Regions from separate parts of the Cyprinus carpio genome. Here region 1 is linked to region 2. The links are chromatin contacts, called in public Hi-C maps. All regions are on one chromosome and are shown on one strand. Each heading gives the region's core, a stretch centred on a gene start, on an enhancer-like site or on the middle of the called end of the contact. The rest is flanking DNA. Distances are from core to core; before and after follow the strand shown. Region 1 has its middle 16 kb from the start of LOC109063760. Region 2 holds the start of LOC109073248.

The links. A called contact is a pair of places that touch in the nucleus more often than the background predicts.
Region 1: a contact with region 2 is called in a Hi-C map of red blood cells, with 1.8 times the contacts expected there. The contact joins the enhancer-like site here to the promoter of LOC109073248 in region 2. A contact is called at or near these places in 2 of 8 Hi-C or Micro-C datasets (liver and red blood cells).

Annotation. Positions count from the first base shown.
Region 1 is chrA18:29,316,152-29,319,801 of ASM1834038v1, forward strand. No RefSeq gene overlaps it. Among protein-coding and RNA genes, the nearest start is that of LOC109063760, 16 kb to the left of the region's middle. Within about 2 kb of position 2,325, at least 4 of the 8 cell types and tissues checked have an H3K27ac peak or open chromatin away from gene starts, as enhancers often do.
Region 2 is chrA18:29,281,812-29,285,675 of ASM1834038v1, forward strand. It overlaps LOC109073248, which reads left to right and starts at 2,308. Exons shown (of 5, transcript XM_042775759.1): 1 at 2,308-2,901. The coding sequence starts at 2,829.

The sequences.
Region 1 (3,650 bases), core at 1,075-3,574, 34 kb after region 2:
ACATCAGTTTCTGCTGTCTTTAAAATCTCTACATATACTAAGTTCTCATCTTCAAATGTTCTTTTCCAAAACTTCTTGACTCAATATCAAGTGTATGTAAAAACAGAGTTAAAATATAATTGTCTTATAATTGAAACTCTTCAGACCGGGTTAGTGCGGTCTGCAGTAATGAACCAAAGCTCAGTCTCTCTGTGGCTCTTCTGTGTATTTTCTGAAAACACTGAAGAAACATGGACTTGCATCGGCCCAGATGACATTTCTGATGAATCTCTGCATTTCACTAGAAGGCTGATATTTTAAGACAGGATCCGTGATAATGTTCAATCAATTTTTTTGAAGTTTAATTTTGAAAATTAAGTTGGATTTTAATTCCTTTAAAAACTAATTTTTAGCAAAAGTATTCTAATTTGTGTATTTGTGTTTGTGTATTCAAATTCAAATGTATTCAAATTTAAATAAACAAAAATATTAAAGACAAGTATAAGAAAAACATAATATATTCCCATTTTAATTTAATTTTTTGTTAAAGTTTTTCCAATTTTATTGTGTTTTTAGTCATGTTTATTAGTTTTTTTTTTTAAATGTCTATATTGGTTTTATTAATTTTATAAAGTTAAACTGAATGAAAATTAGAAATGCTTCCTTTGCAACTAGTGAATAAAATAAAGTTAAAGAACATTAATCTTTTTTTCAATTTTTAATTTTATTTCAGTTAACTATTATTTTTATTTCAAGTATTTTTTTTTTTTTACGCTAACAATAATAGCCCTGCCATATATACTTTATAAATGAAAATGTCTATCTAATCCTTTCAGTGGACATACCCCTTCTCTCCAGTGGAGAGGCGGAGCTTGAGGACTGGGCGTGAGGAGAGGGAGAGCTGATGCTGAACACATGATGCTTGGCTCATTATCTATTTTTTTTTTAAAGGTAATTGTGATTTTTATATATTTTTGATGAGCTATAAACCCAGAATTACCAGATAAAACTGCAGAATTCTTACTTTTTTCTCAGAATCTTAAAATTCTGCCTTTTTTCCTGAAAATTTAGAGTTTACATTGCGCATGTCTGATGATTAGGGCCAAGCAATAATAAAAAAATAAATAAAACCATCTTGAGATTAAAGTCATTATAATGCCAGATTATACGCTTTAAATTTCAAGAAAAATGTCATATTAAAATGTTGAGAATAAACTCATTAAATGACTCATTAAATCGATTAATTTGCTTCCATAGGTTGTTTTTTTCCCACTATGGAATAAAACAAATTTAAAAGTGAATTGTGACGTTTTGTCTCATAATTATGACTTTCTTCATAGAATTGTATGTTTGTATCTCTAAATTCTGAGTTAATATCTTACAATTATTTTCTCAGAAGTGTGAGTGTAAGTGTGATATAGAAAGTGACCTTTTTAATTATTTTTTTATTCTGGGCAGAAACGGGCTTCCATACTAGACAGTATATACTGTGCTGTGTGCACTAAACAGTGCACTAGTATTCAATTTAGAACACAGCCAGAACTGGTTTCACTGAAATGCACATGCATATGAGTCTGATAGGAATCAGATGAATTCAAATGCATTATATCTCAATGCGCTGTAATAAAACCAGCTTTTTTTTTTATCCTAATTGGAGCTCATTTAATCAGAAAGTTCATTTGGCTTCAGGTCTGGTCTCAAGCAATTATGAGCTTATTTGAGTTGAACTTTTGAGTTGTCTGCTTTTGCAGATCTGTCCATCATTCCGGGTGTAATGCTGCGTCTCATCCTGCAGGTGGAGCCAAACTACAGAAAACAGTCACCAGAGACTGGACTCAGTGTCAAAGAATGGACAGCAAACCATCAGTATACAGATATCAGTCCCAAACGAGTTTCACTAAATGATTGTAGCCCTCAGTTAATTTAACTGAACTGTTTATTGGCTTTTTGCTTTCATTGTGTAGGACAGTAGAAAGTGCTTTCTCATCAGTCTCGAGATCTGAACACACTCCTCTGTCAAACACAGCTCAAATCTGTGACCAGCTGAGATTTAACAAACATTATATATTTCTATACATGCTTCTACCGGAACCTGTCCTCAGTCTGAAGCTTCAGTGACTCTTACTGAAATAACTACTGCAGTCACTCTGATTTTGATCTATGCTTTTTAATATTTCTACAGTCATATCAAACAGGCAGATCACTCCACATACAGTGTGTGTGTGTGTGTGTGTGTGTGTGTTTAAGCAGATCTCTCCTATCATCATGTTCTTCGTGTGTCACGTACGTGAGATGCGTGTATTACTGTCAGCACGTACTGTGTGTGTGTGTGTGTGTGTGTGCTGCACTGACGCATCTGCTCCTCTAGAGGCGCTGCTGAGGAGGTCACCGGAGTTCGACTGATGTGTGTGTGTGTGTGTGTGTGTGTGTGTGTGTGTGTGTGTGTGTGTGTGTGTGTGTGTGTGTGTGTGTGTGTGTGTGTGATGTCGACTGACCGCATACTTCCACTGATACTTAACTATTGTTCAGGTTTATGTAACTTCAGCATGAAACCACAACACGAAACTTTAACACATAAAGAGAATTCTTTATTGACAAGTCATGCATTGTAAACAAATAATGTCATATGTATTACAATATCTGATCTTTATATTTATTTACCTATTTGTGTGTTTATGACTTCATTATTAGTTAACTAGCCTACATTTACATGTTTTGCCGCGTGCATGTCAAGGTTATTAAAGATAACTTTAAAAAAAAAAATAGATAAAATTAAAAAAAAAAATTTGTAATTTAAATAAAATAGACATTAACTAAAATAAAATGCATAAAATATTTTCAAATTAAACTTAAAGTTATTAATGCAACATTTCTCATTTTCTTTTAGTTTAACTTGATGTACTAAAATAACTAAGACTAAAATAAAAAGTACTAAAGACCATATAAAACATCTGCCATATTTAAAAACAAAAACAACAAAAATAAATAAAACTAAAATAAATAAAAATACATATAAAAAAAAACTAATTCTGAATTTTATTCAAAATTAATAAAAACTACAATAGTAATCTTTATACTAAAATATCAATCACAGTGCTTTATTATCCAACTGAGATAGATTTAAACATTTGATGATGACTGTATAAAATCAACCATCATTTTCAGTAAAGCTTAACCACAAAATAACCGCATTTAGAAGAACATTTTAGGTCACGCTTTACAATAAGGGCTCATTTGTTGCATTAATGAATGCATTAGTTATCATGAACCAACAATGAGCAATACTCCCACAGCATTTATTAGTCAATGTTAATGTAAACGTTGAAATTAACATGACGATTAGTAAATGCCGCAGGGACATGAGACACCTCAGCGCTGATTTATCAGATGTTTCTGAGGTCAGAGGTCAAGTAAAGGACACTCTTCAGCTGTGCGTTTGAGACTTTCTGTGTTAATCGTTCAGCCCAGAGGAAACACGTGTTGCTCTTTCATCGCTCAGGGGACTTAATGAACATCTCAGTTAGTTTTTATTTAACGATTCAATGTTTCTTCTAACATTCTTCAGGAGGAATTAAAATGAGGTCATCCAGTGAGAGTCTAGAGATATAAAATGAATGTGAAGCAGCTCGAGTTTGAGACATTGTTGAGATGTTTTTAAAGATTTTTAATGA
Region 2 (3,864 bases), core at 1,058-3,557:
TTCTTGGGAATAAATCTGCTGTTCGGCAGCGCGTTCGTTTGATGATGTCAGAGCCAAGAACACCTGTCAGATCCCTCAGAAATCAGCTGAATGTCTGAGATCTGCTAAAGCAAATCATTTCAGCTGGATCTCAGTGCAGCTTTAAATATGTGGGTGAATCTCATGAAAAAAAAAATTATATATATATATATATATATATATATATATATATATATATATCTATACTATATATATATATATATACATATATATATATATATATACATATATATATATACATATTATATATATAAACCATCCTATATATATATATATAATATATATATATATATTATATATATATTATTTTTTATTTTTTTTAATATATAGATGTATATGCATGTATTTGCATACATATTTTATTTCTTATTTTTTTATATTTGAATAATTGAATATCAAAGTGAATCTCATGATTGCATGAAAATCAAAAGAAAATTTAAAGAAAATAAGAAATTTAGAATTTTATATATATATGCATGTATACAAACACAAACACACACACACACACACATACATACATACATACATCCTATATATATACTGTATATATATATATATATATATATAATATATATATATATATATATATATATTAATATTAGGGCTGACAAATGATTAATCGCATCCAAAATAAAGTTTGTGTTTACATATGTGTGTGTACTGTGTATATATTTAAGAAATATGTACATACATACATACATATATATTTATATATGATTTATATTATATATTAATAAAATATCTAAATATATATTACAAGTATTTCTATATACATATTGTATATAAATATTTATTTTATTATTATGGTTATGACGATTAATCGATTTTCACTGCCCATATATATATATATATATATATATATATATATATATATATATATATATATATATATATATATATATATGCGCACATATTTGCATACATATTTTACATTTTATTTTTTAGATTTTAATAAATATATGTAAGCACATTATATGCAAATATATTTTATAATGTATAAATGTAATTGTATACATATTGTTTTCTTTTTTAAAATAAATATATATGCACATATGTATATGCATATATTTAAATAATAGTCACAGCGTAAAACATCAGAAAAAAAGGCATAAAACAGGCATAATTTCTTAATGCAAAATATGATTTCTTATTTCTCTCTGTTGATTTTGGATTAATTTAGAGGTTTCATGAGATTCACCCATGAATGGTGTGATGAAGTTCTCTGCGTAACCATCAAATCATTCCTCAAGCACAGCAGCAGCTCAGCGTCGGTCAGATAAAGGTCAATATGACGTCTGGATCTCCGCGCCACCATCGTCCTCTTTCATCCACACCGACGCTTCAGGGCCTGATGCTTTTGTCTCGCATTTTTGCCTTCCGCAGCAGGAAGGCGTCTCTCTCAGGAAGAACTGTGATGTTTTTAAGTGAACTCTCATTATTGTTAAGATGATATAAATGCATAATCAGCGGTGAAGTACCTCAGACTCTGCTGTGGAGATTTACACTACATACCTCAAGCTGCCATGACGACGGGAGGCCAAACGTTCCCGTTCCTGCGCAGACTCCGGAATGCTGGACGTGAATCCCTCGAGCTGGACGTTCCTTTCTCTTTGTGTCTTTTTCTTGTGGCAAAACCAAACGTGAACTGTTGCATTTGTACAATCAGGTGGCCAAACCTGCTCACCGTAACCAAATCAAACTGCTGCACGGCTAGAAACCAAAGACCGGATGACCTCAGCCTCACAGGTCAGGAACGCTCGTCTGATTAAACGGGTCTGTATGATTGTGATGTTATGGGTCAGCTGACCGGGGAAACACACTTACACTCATCTCTGTCCGGTCAGATGTTTGGGTCTGGTCCGGATGAGGTTTGAAGGCCATATCGATGTGCTTTCTGTCTGTTCTCAGGACTTCGATGCTCTGATCTTTCATGTTTGCTGCAGCTCTTCTTCTGTTTGAACTGGATTAAAAGCCTTGTGCAGATTCTTGGTCCCAGTTTTATATTTTTCTGTTTTTGTAACTGTGTCTAATGCTTTAAAATGCTACACGTTTTAGAGCCATAAACGTTTTCCAGCATCCAGGAACAATGTCATACGTTCCCACTGATGGAACGGACAGAATAATAAAATTAGAAATGTAATTGTGACTTTTTATCAGACTTTTGTCAGACTTTTTTTTTTTTTTTTTTTTTTTTTTTTGCAACTGTTTAATTTTTTTTTTTTTTTTTTTTTTTTTACTTTTTCCTTGGAGTTAATTTTATTTATTTATCTCAGTGGCAAAAAAAAAAAAAAAAGCGAAATATCAGACTTCTGACAAAAAATAAACAAAAAAAGTCAGATTTGCAAGATTCTGTGGCGGAAATAAGCTTCCATACAGATCAGTGGTCCTTCTGTACAGATTTTTAACATTTGATTTCTTCAGCCCTGAATATGGTGACTTTTGGGAATTAAAGAAGAAACTGTGTGCTTGGCAGGAATAACTTTACGCATTAATCCGGGAATGCGTTCTGCAAGCAAAGTCGAGGTCACGTGACGCCTGTATTTATTCAGTTGATTTAAAATTTCAAGACGTAAAAAGTATTGCAGTCACATTGATTAAAAACAGAACAAAATATACATTAAATATAAATTGGGATTCATGTAAATATACGTTGGGATTGATGGTAGGCTACGCCGCTTAACAAACGGCCTAAATAGCGTCGCGGGGTCACGTGATGCCAAAGCAGCTTTTCCGCGCCAAATTGGTCGCATTCATTTAGCTGCTTACCTCAGCCGCGAAAAACACATTTAATGATACTCCGGTGCGTCCGAAATCAGTGGCTGTTTAGAAAGAATTTGACGCTACAGAACGATCTTCAAATAGGTAGGACTATAACGTTAGTATATTTTCATAAAGAGTGGGAATTCGATGTAGAATGACCAAAATATTGAAGCAGAAATACTGCAAACATCAGTCCAGTTTTTGACACGGTGTGGTAAGTAGTTTATAATAATTATCGCTTAGATTTCGCGCGCCAAAAACCGTTTACTGTACAACAACAGTCCTCAGAAGTTAAAAGGGAACAAAATTATTCTCATAACATCAGATTGTGTGTGAATGTTGTAGTCTGAGGGTGTAGTCTATCCCAGAATGCACTTCCGTCTCATAACCGCTTCTAAGATTTGCGATTTACTGTTTAATAATACAATCAGTCAGTCAAACAATCTTTTTTGTTTGTAGTTTACATATTATAACGTGATGAATGTTGGGCCTAGTTACCCTATGTGTTGCTGTCATTGCTATCTTTTTTTTTAAATATTTATTATTATATTTCTGTTTCAGTCGTAGACTAGTTATCAGCTAATTCTGTGGTTTTGGAAACTAGTTAAGGTCGAGTTAACCAGAACTCAGCCCTGCTTCGCCTCGAGGTGGCGCTCATGCGCAGAGAGTCAGATTGACACGTGCTGTTGGGTTTTTAAATCGTGTGTTTGTTTTCTTGGTTTAAGTTAACGCATCTTTAGTGGGTTTTGTGCTTGTCTTTTTAATTAATAGGCACATTTAGGTGAATGTGAATACTTGATGAACTGGTTTGTGCTGGTTGTATTTTAAAGTGCAGCTCTTTACCATTAAAACAAGTTAAACATTTCGAGTTTGCTGTGTAAGACATGGTTCTCAGGTTTTTAAACGTGTATGTTAAGATAAAGCTTTACTTATATCTTCGTCTGTGTGATTCATTTTGTTTTTGTATGTTTCATATTATTTTATTTTTTCCAATATGGCTTACTCTGTACAATTTCATGCAGTTCTAAAACTTTTACCCTTCAATAAATGAAGCTCTAGACACTT